Regions from separate parts of the Astyanax mexicanus genome. Here region 2 is linked to region 1. Evidence: chromatin contacts called from public Hi-C data. All regions are on one chromosome and are shown on one strand. Each heading gives the region's core, a stretch centred on a gene start, on an enhancer-like site or on the middle of the called end of the contact. The rest is flanking DNA. Distances are from core to core; before and after follow the strand shown.

Region 1 (6,498 bases), core at 443-2,942:
ATTCATTTCAGCGAACCGATTCGTTCGAACGGACCGCTCTAATGAATCACGATTCGGTTTTACTACCAGTAGAGAGTTGCAAGCCTGGATATGGTAAATTTACTTCAATAATCTGAGGAAATCGGTTACCTTAAAATCTTTACATCATGTTTACTGAAATATAATAATATAATAATATGTAATATATGGACAAAATAGATGTATATATGTGTTTTGCTTTGATTTAATTGAACTAAAATGTAAATTTGAAATACTTATAGGAAATTTAACGGAGAAAGAAAATTCTGGACACTATATCACACAGTCAAAAGTTCAGCACTATTGTGGGGCATTACTAGTGATAGAGGGAATGCAGCTGGGTAACTACCCTCTCCCTTTCTTCAACATACCTGCTCAATACTTAATATTACAATAACACCCCCCACCCCTAAGTATGTTGTCTTGTCTTATTATATATTGCTTGCCTGTTTTGTAACAATTTCTTGCTCCCTATACTGTTACGTATTTGTGAGCCTGTATAAGTGTATAAATAAATATAAAAGAAAAATAGAAGTATGACCTACACGTTACCTAAGGTAGCCTGAGGAAAAGACTACATACTGATGGTGAGTTTAAAAAAACGGGGAACACTACCAGTGTGTACATAGATGCTGGCAGAAACCAGTGGAAAAAAAAACTGCTAGTGACAACAGACTAATCTCAGTTATAATATTTCTCAAAGAAAACTCAAAGATTACATTTTTTATGTACTCACTCACAGTAGTTGAGTAATGTTTAAAAACAGACTTAATTTATTTGAGTTCAAACTAATTGTGTTTTAGTGTTCTTATTGTTAAATGTAAGAAGAAGAGAGTACAGATATAATTGTGTGAAAATGTAAGGAATAGAAGCAAAAATTCACTCGAAAAATAATTACTGCAGTAAAGTAAGACTGAAACCAGAATTAAACTTTTTTCTTTACTTAAAGAACTAACTTACAAACATGACATCTGAACTGGGATAGTCAACCCTTTGACTTAGTATAGTTAAGTAGTATATACATCTCTGGAAAAATAAGGCGAGTTTTTATTTTTTTATTTTACCGAATTGAAAACTTCTGGAATATAATCAAGAGGAAGATAGATGATCACAAGAAATCAAACCAAGCTGAACTGCTTGAATGAGTGGCATAAACTGTTGGAGGAGAACTGATGTACTGATATTGAATATTGATTTCTGAACTCTTATGAATGTGAACTTGTTTTCTTTGCATAATTTGAGGTCTGAAAGCTCTGGATCAGTTTGTTATTTTGTCCTTTCTCATTTTCTGTAAATAAATGGTCTAAATGACAATATTTTTATTTGGAATTCGGGAGAAATGTTGTTTGTAGTTTATAGAATAAAACAATAATGTTCAAACTCAAACTCAAAGCTATATATATATATATATATATATATATATATATATATATATATATATATATATAAAATGTTGTTTATTATTATTATAAGGCCTATTTATGCTACAGTGTTCTTGATGTCAGAAGTCAAGAATTTAGTCAGAAAGAGTTTTAATACATGGTTTTAGTGTATCTGTCTGACTTTTGATCAGGATGACATCACACCACCCCATCCTCATTCTTCAGTCCTGACGTCATCGCTGCGTAGGGCTTACAACCGGCGAAGTCGATTCAGTTGGTGAATCGGTTCTCGGCTGAGAGGAGTCGGTTCAGAGGAGCTGATTCTTTCCGCGGCTGAAACACTTCAGATATGGCGGAGGGGGAACTGGACGTCGATTCGCTCATCTCCAGGCTTTTAGAGGGTGAGCTGCTTTATCCTGTCCACATTTTCCCACCTGAATAGGACACACGGGGGGTGCTGAGAGTGGTGGGGTGGTCAGCAGGGGTGATTCTGCTGAGGGGTCTTGGGTGGGCTTGATAGAAGAGGCCTCGGTTGTTTTAAGGAGGATAGAAAGAGAGAGAGAGAGCTGGCGTTCACTAACATGTCTGCCGAGCTGCGCTCTCACTAATGGAGTGAACGGGCACACCTTCACTGCACAGCTCCTCTAAAGGGGCTTTCTGAGACTCCCGCTCAGTTGTAACATTGTTACTCAGACGGGCAGGGAGAGGAAATGTGGGGGAAGTGGTCTGTACTGTTTGGTAGTAAAACTGAGCTTTAGATCTGAGGTGGTTGTTGTGGAGGGAATGGGATTTTGGGACTCCCCTTTCTTTTCCTTTATTTGTTCAGATTTATTTAGTTTTTAAAGAAATTAACATCACATTTCTAAAGCTTAAAGTGCTTATTTTAATAACCCAACTGTCCTAATGTTAAAGATCCAGTGTTGGCTTAGGAAATGTGCTGCAACTTCTCAAAGGAGAAGCTCAAGTTGACATTCCTGAGGATCATTAGTTTCAATAGAGTCTGCTGATGTAATGCTTGTGTTTTGTTTTGGGGTTTATTTGTGTTTAAAACTTATTTTTAAAATTTTTATTGAACTGCAGTAAGTGTAAATATATACAAACGATACTGCCTAGTGTTGTTAGTAGTAATAATAATAAACATGCTTATGTTATTTATTTGATTGTGTCTTTAATACTAGCAGAGTCAATCTGTTTTGTAATATGGTGTGTAGGTGCTGGTTTGTGTTTAGAACTATGTTATAACAGTGTTATAACAGTGCAATAGATATGAACGAATTAGCCAATTAAAAAATATATATTTTAAGTGTAAGTTTATATAAATGGTTTGAATGAATAAAACGGATTAATAATAAATATAACTTAAATGCCTTCATACCTACATCTGATCATTAATACAGCTCTGGAAAAAAAATTAAGAGACCACTTCAGTCTCTAAATTGGTTTCTCTGATTTTGCTATTTATAGGTAGATGTTTGATTAAAATGAACATTATTGTTTTATTCTATAAACTACAGACAACATTTTCCCCAAATTCCAAATAAAATATTGTCATTTAGACATTTTTTTGCAAATAACAAAAAAAAGATGCAAAAGTAATGCAAAGAAAACAAGTTTTAGGAGTTCGGAAATTAATTATTTTGTGGAATAACCCTGTTTTTTAGTTACATGCATATTTTCATGCATCTTGGCTTGTACTCCTCCACTAGTCTTACAAACTGCTTTTGGATAACTTGTAGCTTTTCAGTTACTACTGTTTGTAAACACCTTTGAATGCTTTCTGCCTATTTTGTATTATATTATTGTAGTACATGTCCATATGTAATAAAGAGACAATAGAACAAAACTCACATTCATCTCAAGTTAAATTGGTATTTGTCAGTTTAGTATATTAAAGTAAAATAGTGCATTTGAAAAGATATAAAAATAATAGTTTTATGTTAATCGACTTAAGATGAGCTTTAATGTGATTTTTCAACATGGCCACAACTTACCATTTAAAGTATTAATAACTGTTAAAAGTTAAACACGTATTTCTTTTAATTATAATTACCCAAAAGCAGGGTTGTGAGGTAAAATAATGCTAGGTAACACCTGTGAACACTCATGTCTGAGGTAAAATCGTATGTCAACAGTAGGACAATAACTTACATTCAACTGTAAGTCAGCCTGTAAGTAGATTAGAGCATTAACCAAATGAGAGAAATGTAAATATAATAGGATATTAAGCACATATAGGGTACAGTTGAGTTATTACATGACTTTCCAACACAGCCACAATTTGCCCCATAAAGTAGCTATAATTTAATTTTTACAAATAGATGGTGGTGAGGTAAAATAATGCTAAATAGTAATGTCTTAGAATATCTCACAATTTATTTCACCCATTCATGAAAAACACTTGTGAAAAAGAAGAAAACAGCAGTCAACAACATGTAAACAATCCCGTCTAAGTCCATTTAGTTAAATTATAGGAAATTATCTGAAGTGCAGATCGCCTCAGGCAGGCCTCTAACGCAATGTACAGATTCCTGCTCCTGCCACTCCTTCAGGTGTTGTTTTAAAGGCCTGTGCCTGTAGTTTGCGAGGACTTTTCTAACCATTCATTTAGTTTTAATTAGAGGTTGTCGTGTCGAGTAAGGTCTGGAGCAGTAAGCGCTCCCGTGTCCTCACCAAAATACGTCATCCTGGAACCAGCTGAGCGTTCGCTCATATATTACTAATGCACTCGTTAGAACAAAACAGCACTTGCAGAAGTGTGCTCATGCGGGACACTGTATTGTTGTCATTGCATCTGGTGTTACATTGCTCAGCTGTGGTAGTGATGAAGTTGCTATAGTGTTTTTTTGACCTGCATTGTTCCTGCTAGGACTAGAGTTACACAAAGTGACAGTGCTTTGTTTTTCTTTGTTTCAGTACACTATGGTGAAAATGCTCTAGACAACAGGTGATATACAGTAATAAATGCATAAAAGCTTTAGAAATCTGTGAAAATTCGATTTTAAAAGCTTCTTCTTTGGCAGTAAGAGTTTATTATTCATTTGCTCAGTGAAACAGTAATATTAAAATAAGCAAAAACAGTATTCATACAAAAAAGAGTAGTTGTACATCACTGTGTCAGTGTGTTCATCTTCAAAGCTCTCCTAATAGGAGTCCAGTATTAGTCATAGTTTTTATCATATCAACAGCCGGTTTGGTAAATCAGTGCCTAATGGTGAAACCATTTGCTCTGTTGATTATTTTGGGATCAAGCATCGTCATACTATTGAAGTCAGAAATCAAAAGGAGAATTTTATCTCTTTAGTTGAGTTTTCTGATGGTCACCAGGCTACTTACATCATCTTTGAGGAATGGCCAGAAGTTAAGAGAGGTCAGTTGAAGAACAGGAAATGTGGAAAGGCTTCTTATCTCAAATCAAAATTTCTCAAGACAAAGGACATTTATCAATCACGGATTAGGTAATGTGTATTCTCAGGGGAGTGTTCTATAGGCCACTAAGTATAAATTGTGTACATTTTCTGCACTAAAAATGGCTTTAGTTTCAAATCTAATGCACCAGTACATGTTCTGCATAGGTGCTATCTTGTGAGTGAGGTTGAACAATGGCCAGTATCCAAATGGCCAGATGAACTGGACATTCCTTTTCTTAAGTTGTGAAGGCAATTAACATTCCTCAGCACACACAGTGTCTTGTGTGAACAGGGATATGTCATGGCATTACGACACACAGTGGTCAGTGCAGGAGGTGGTTTACGATTGTGATCGACAGCTTCTTCTACATTGTAAACCAATAAGTTGTTTGATCCCAAAATAATTACATCTGTTTTACATAAAATTAGACATTTCAAAACATTTCCCAACTATTTTGAGTTAGCTGAATATTTGTGGGCACATTTACATTCGAACAGAGATCTTTGAGTAGAACCAACTTATAATAACTGGGTTTAGTCTGTTTCCATTGGCAACTTTTTTTCCATTGGCTTCTGGCACAATCTATTTGCATACTGAGTGTGCAAAATATTAATTGTTTAATTGCTTGGTCTCTGTGTTGTTTGCTGTAAGAACAAGTATTATTTTTTGAGCTGCAGTAACTCTGTCGTTGGCTGTGCTCTCAATACTGTTTGCTCTATAGCTAATTTATGTGAAGCATTGATTTTGAGGAAAGACTACTAATGTAAACTTGTTTTGTCTATTGCATCCTGTTAAGAGTCTATGTTAATTTAACCTAACTTTGATGTCATTGTTTATTTAGATTTTTTTGTGGTGTCCCTTTAATTTAGATATTTTTTCGGGTTGTGCAATAGTAACTTTAACTTAAAAAAGGTAAGTTTTAGGTATAGCACATTTTAAAAGTCAAGTGCAAGAAGTCCAACATGCACATCCTGCAGGTCAAAGCAGCATTCTTTAGCTTCCATTGGACGTGGAAAAACTCATGGGACACAATACTAGTTGGCATGTTAGTGTATTTCAGCAATGCACTTGTGACTCAGCAGTTAGACATGGTTAAAGATTGGCCTACATTATTATGATAAGGATTTACATCTGCTGGATTGCATTAGTGTGGAGGACTGCTGTCCAGGTTGGATTTCTGTCCATTTGGGTTAATCTCCTGCTTAAACTCTATGACAAACTCATCTAAAGTCCTGGTACACTGAGCAATCTCAACTACATCCTGCATGACTTGCTGTAGTGTTCCAATAGTATATCGTAAAGTGCATCGCTTTCACCTTACCCAATTATTTCCCTGATGGTTCGCCAAAACAGAATGCCCTTCTAGCAGAGTTTAAGACTGTGTCCTTCCAAAACAAAATAGGCACCAGAGAGTTCCTTTACCAGCATAAATTATTTAAAAGGACATGCTGCGTGTTTACTGTTAACAGACACTTTCGTAAAGACATTTTTTTTCATTTTAGAAGCAAAACATTATTTTCTATTAGCTGAATCATTGAAAAATAAGCCTTATCTTGAAATACACAGCATTTATTTACAAATGTATGTGTGCACCCATTTAAATGAATGCATTAAGCTGGTTTAAGCTGCAACCAATGCTGACACATACACAAACACACATGCACAAACACACGTGTGTTTTCTGGCCTCT
Region 2 (6,211 bases), core at 2,128-4,627, 42 kb after region 1:
TCCTCTATACTCCCCTGGGGATCGTGTTTGGCTATCTACCAGGGATTTCCGGCTCCCTGAGGGAAACAAAAAACTCTCTGTTAAGTTTATTGGTCCTTTTAAAATTATTAAACCCATCAATGAAGTCACTTATCGCCTTGAGCTGCCGTCTAATTACCGTATCTGTCCTTCGTTCCATGTCTCTCTTCTTAAGCCGGTTATCCCTGGTCCGCTGGATGAAACTTCGCATGGGATGCTGCCTCCTCCGCCGGTGCTCATGGATGGGGGACCTGTCTACGCGGTAGAGCGCCTGTTAGACTCCAGAAGGAGAGGGGGTGCCCTGGAGTACCTGGTGGATTGGGAAGGTTACGGACCTGAGGAGAGAAGCTGGGTTACTGCAGCCGACATCCTTGACCCGTTGTTGGTGGAAGAGTTCCACAGGTCTCACCCGTCTCGCCCAGCACCACGCCCTAGGGGTCGTCCAAGGAGGAGGTCTCCTGACCCTGGAAGGGGTAGGCGCTGTAGGTCGGCTGCTACTCGGTCTCTCAGTTCTGTCCGTGGCTCCAGGACCAGGGGCCGTCCCAGGACCAGGGTCCCTGTCCAGGCTATCCCCGCTTCAGGTCCTCTCTTCCGTCGAGCCTCCGGTCGGAGAGGGGCGGTTCCGGTGTGTCGTCCTCATCCTTCGGTCCTTTCGGACTCCTCGGGGGGGAGTACTGTTACGTCTCCAGTCTCTCCTTCCACACTCCCGAACTCCATTTCCCATGAACCCACTGGTGATGACGTCACTGTCAGCCGCTCACCTTCACCCAATCGCGTCACGCTCCCCCGTTCAGACTCACCTGTGTTCTAAGTTGTTCCGGTTCTATGTTTTGTATATATAGGGTTCTGTTAGCATTGGTTCCTTGCGAGGTATTGTCGACTCATGTTGCGTACTGAGCGTTTTTCCAAACCCTTTTCTGACTGCCTTTTTGTTATGACCCTTTTTCCTGTATTACGGATTTTGCCTTTTGTCTTCGCCCTTATCGGATTTGTTGTATTATCGGATTGTCTTTCTGGCTTCGGATCTTGGACTGTTTCCTGTACTACGTCTTCTGTTTATACTGTGAGTTCTGTTCAATCTGTTATCTGGTTGTGTTATCCTGTTTACGGCTCTGTAAATAAACCAGTCTTTACCTTTTATTCGGCAAGCGTCACCCCTATCTGTCTGGTGTTACACAAAGTAGTTAGCATGCTAATTTAGCAAATACACTGTATATTGATCACTGACCAAACATTTTTAACACTTTAACACTGATAAAACAATTTTAACACTTTAAATACAAAAAATCAAATGAATAGTACATATTAGTTAAAATCCACTTCAGCTGAGTAAACATATAACATTTCCCTAACCGCTACTATTGTTGAATCCAGGCTTATTTTGGAGATTTTGTAGCAGACATACTCATCATGGCATCTTAACCACACTAAATCTGCCAAAGACAGCTTATCCATTTTAGTTTTAGTGTGTTTATTAAGATTATGGACATGATTAGCTAGTTGCTGTTACCTATCTAATAATGTTCAGCAGCTGTATTATAACAACGAAATGGTAGCTAGCTAAGCCTTTTGAAATAATAATAAAAGAGAGAGTTAGCATGCTAGGTCTGCAAATCTTTATATATTTGGTAAATAACACTTCAAAGACTTTTATGACAAACAGTAAGTTCTATTTGCAACAAACTGATGCTCAAATTTGCCCAAAACAGATCAAACAAAACCCTTATCATGCAGCATTATACAGAATATATTACTGAGAAAGAGCTGGTGTCTGAGACACACATTAAATTGCTTAACATGCTGGCTGTGTAGACATCTAATTAAGTACAGAGACACAGCCACTGTGTTATCTTAGCATTAGCATTCTCTGAATACGTGTTCATTAAGCTACTGTGAAAACAGCGCATTTTAATGCCAAACAAACAAGTAAATGTCACGTTAAGGGCACACCGGTTATTTGCTGAATTATAATAGATACCTGTGTGTGTCTGTGTGTTTGTGTGTGTGTGTGTGTGTGGAGGCAGTTGTGTGTCAGAAAAACAGGCTTTTCCCTCAGACTAAAACACAGGCTAAAAAAAAACCCACTGACACTGCCATTAGCGAAACCGCACAGTCAGAGTGTTGGAGGAGTGAAATGAAAGAGTATCTCTGCCGTGATGTTTCTTTCGTAGGTTGCAGCTCATAGAAGGATGAAAAGGAAATTGTGTGTGTGTGTGTGTGTGACAGAGAGAGAGAGTTTGTGAGAGTGTGTGTGTGTGTTATGTAGGTCAGTGGCGCAGCGAGGCGTTTGAGTACAGAGACTCTATTGACTTTGAGTGGCGGACACCTTTATTCACATTCAGCTCACTCACTCTATCAGAGCAGCATACAGCTGACTGTTACTCTCTCTCTCTCTCTCTCTCTCTCTCTCTGTCTCTCTGTCTTTCTCTCTCTCTCTCTCTGTCTCTGTCTCTCTCTCTCTCTCTGTCTTTCTTTCTTTCTGACTCAGGTTATCCCTTTTCTCAAATTTAGATGCTATATCGACTGGGGTGGAACAATATATAGATATATCTCGACTCAATCATATCATATTAATATGTAGTGTCAAATATTAATATTTTTTATACATTTTATTGACACATTCTCTAGTAGAGATAACAATTACCATATTGGTACCATGCCTAATGACAAGTGTGGGGTATGAGGGGTATATTGAGCTGTGGAGCAGTGTAATAAACTGTGAATGAACTATATACATATGGTGCTCCATTTAGTACCCGCCTTGGGATGAGTTGGGGAGTAGGAGATATACAGCATGACCAACATTGGATGACCATAATCATCCAACATCATGATCTCGCTAAAGCTCTTGTTGCTGAGTGCAATCAAATCCTCACAGCAATTCTCCAAATTCTGTAAGAAGCACTTTCCTCCTATATTTCCCATTCCAACAATCAAGCAAGATACTCTTGGTTAAATTGAATCTTTATTATCACAGTATTAGATAATATATATTTTTCTCATTCCTACTTCTCTTTCTTTTCTTTCTTTTCTCTCTCTCACACTTTGTTATGACCTTTTGCCCCTACTTATTATAAGCTTTCCAATCTCTATCCATCTGTCAGTTGTCTCACTCATTCCTGTGCACTCTCTTTCTCTCTCTTTCTTTTTTCTCTCTCTCTCTCTTTTGTAGGTGACATCCATGGTCAGTACACCGATCTGCTGAGGTTGTTCGAGTATGGAGGTTTTCCTCCGGAGGCGAATTACCTCTTCCTGGGTGATTACGTGGATCGAGGGAAGCAGTCTCTGGAGACCATCTGCCTCCTCCTGGCCTACAAGATCAAATACCCTGAAAACTTCTTCCTGCTGCGCGGCAACCACGAGTGCGCCTCCATCAACCGCATCTACGGCTTCTACGATGAGTGTACGTGCACCGGGGAATGCGTACTGTATATACACACATACATATTTCTAAAACACTGACATAGACTCTTTCACAAACACAGTGAACTATTTCCACTTCTCTAAAGGATTATTCACACCTAGTCTGATCTGTTCTATATTTATCTGATCTGAGTCTGATGTGTTCATTTCCTTTTATGCTCTGTAAACAAAGATAGAAACTCTATAGAACTCATAAAAATCAGCCTAATTTTAAATTATCAATGAAATTAGAGCAGAAATATTTACACAGCATCCCAGTTTGCAAGTTCTGGACTAATTTGCACGTGATATTTTGATATTTAACCTAAATGCAGGTAATCACCAAAGATGCTTGTTTTTTTTGTGCTGTAGCTATAATGCTAATGTGTAATTGGGTTGTGACCTACTGTTTTCTATAAACATTAACCTGGTAGAACATCTAGCTCCAGACCAGCTTCTGCAGATTAAGAGCTCTTGACCAGCTGAATGCATGTTGCATTTGACTTTGATGATGCTTAGTCATGTTGGTCAGCCAGTATGGTCAAACTTGGTCAAACTGGAGGTCTAGCTTGTTGATCAGTCAAGCCATTAAGCTCATATAGAAAACAATATTACTCTTCTCTGGTCAAAAGTTAAACTGGTCAGCAGAGATTGCTCGATTAATTCCATTTATTGTCATTGCATGTGACATACAGTGGAATTAAGGTGCATACTCTGTGACGATGCTCAAGATATAGTATATATTTATATATAAATGCACATACAAAAATTGCACAGTTGTCTGAAAGGTGCACTCCAGCACAATCATGGCGGTAATGTGTACTATTTCAGTGCAGAATTCAATATGGTGATGGATTTTGGGTAAAAACTGTTCATCAGTCTTGTAGTCAGTGCTCGTATGGTCCTGTTTCTCTTCCCTGAAGGAAGAAGTTCAAACTCTTTATGTGCTGGGTGATAATCGTCCTTTATGATACTAAATGAACAGATGCTATGCTAATTACATAGCTATAACTATGCTATTCTGTGTACACAAGCTTCCAAATTTACTTTTAGAAACACCAGTCTTGCATTTTCAGGACAAAACTAAAGAAGCATCAAGAAGCAAACATGTTTTGTCCCATAAACTAAATTTCACTGTTGGAAGGAAACTCTTTAATTTGGATTTGTGGCAGAATTTTTGCTGACTGTGAGTCCTGTAGGATGTTTAACATTTAGTAGATGTTAAATGATCCGAGGCCAGCCTGGCTGGAATTTCTATTTTGCTACATCAGCGTAAAGTTGCAGATGAGTCTGCATGAAGCACTCTGGTGCAGCCTGCAGGATAAATCATGAAACTGCACAAACAATTCATATATTCTCATATTTGGAATGCTTTTCTATTCACACCATTGTCCTTCAGTTTGAGGGATTGGGTTTCAGAAACGTGATCTTTGTTTGTGTGTGTGTGTGTGTGTGTGTTCTGCAGGCAAACGCAGATTCAACATCAAACTGTGGAAAACATTCACTGACTGTTTCAACTGTCTCCCCATTGCTGCCATTGTTGACGAGAAGATATTCTGCTGCCATGGAGGTGAGTCACCACGGAAATGTCTGATAGCTTTTTAGGCAAATCAGCATGTGGTTGAGGTTTCACCAACCAATTCAACAGAAATATAAAATCAACCACGAGCAGTGACTGCCTCATACCCCAGCACTTTCAAATGATATGATAAATCATTTGTTGGTATCATTTAAGTTATATCTGTTAATTTACAACAATGATTGGCATATTTATAATAAAATAATAGAGTAATAAAATGCTGTAGTAAAATTAAAATCATGCAAATAATTGTATTAGTTGGAGTATATACAGGGTATCTGCAGATCCTTAAAATGGTCTTAAAAAGCATTAAACTAATTTAGTAAAAATGTAGACTTTAATTAGTCTTAAATCCATCTTCCAAAGGTTAAAAAAATTGCCCAGACAGTAAAATCGCATTTTGCAGTTTACAAATTTTATATGAAAGTTATATTCAGACTGATTTAAAATATAACCCCAATTTTGCCCTGGACCCTATTTTCAGGAGAGCTCATGTACAGCTACTTTTTGTGTTTATTTTTGATTAACATGTTTGCTTATTGTAAAATCTGTAAACTTGACATTTTGTTATTGAGCAAGTGCTCCTTATTTTTCTTTAAATGGTATTAAAATCTTAAATTTAATTTCCCTATACCTGCAGAAACCCTGATTTAATTTACATCTTCCTGATTTAATTTACATCTTCCTCATTGTCTCCTCAGGCCTGTCCCCAGACCTGCAGTCTATGGAGCAGATCAGACGGATTATGAGGCCCACAGATGTTCCAGACACAGGTACTCTCACCAACTCTCACCAGCCATAATAGCCAGTGGATTTAGATGGAACTCTAAACACTAGCAAAGTTATTATTTTTTATATTTTAAATGTTATATATATATATAATATTGTGTTTCTGGTGTTCAGGACTGCTGTGTGATCTGCTATGGTCAGACCCTGATAAAGACGTCCAGGGCTGGGGTGAGAATGACCGCGGCGTGTCCTTTACGTTCGGAGCCGACGTGGTCAGCAAGTTCCTGAACCGCCATGATCTGGATCTAATCTGCAGAGCGCACCAGGTGACTTCAGTAAAACTAAACTTCAGGACCTCCAACAATATGACTTTAATAATTATATATAAATAGAATAGAATATTAAGATCACTTTTAACAGTCATACAGGTGAGCAGACAGGTGACCTTACTCATCATTGTGTGTGATTGTTTGTTTGCAGGTG

Evidence for each region. A called contact is a pair of places that touch in the nucleus more often than the background predicts.
Region 2: a contact with region 1 is called in a Hi-C map of muscle, with 9 times the contacts expected there. The contact joins the enhancer-like site here to the promoter of LOC103033313 in region 1. A contact is called at or near these places in 3 of 3 Hi-C or Micro-C datasets (blood and muscle).

Annotation. Positions count from the first base shown.
Region 1 is chr25:18,667,596-18,674,093 of AstMex3_surface, forward strand. It overlaps LOC103033313 (serine/threonine-protein phosphatase PP1-beta catalytic subunit), which reads left to right and starts at 1,693. Exons shown (of 8, transcript XM_007230177.4): 1 at 1,693-1,801. The coding sequence starts at 1,750. All of the region lies in intron 3 of rela (v-rel avian reticuloendotheliosis viral oncogene homolog A), which reads right to left.
Region 2 is chr25:18,707,829-18,714,039 of AstMex3_surface, forward strand. All of the region lies in intron 3 of rela (v-rel avian reticuloendotheliosis viral oncogene homolog A), which reads right to left. LOC103033313 (serine/threonine-protein phosphatase PP1-beta catalytic subunit) reads left to right here. Exons shown (of 8, transcript XM_007230177.4): 3 at 3,191-3,421; 4 at 4,886-4,990; 5 at 5,701-5,772; 6 at 5,903-6,054; 7 at 6,209-6,211. Among protein-coding and RNA genes, the nearest start is that of LOC125787817, 34 kb to the left of the region's middle. Within about 2 kb of position 3,378, the one cell type or tissue checked has an H3K27ac peak away from gene starts, as active enhancers do.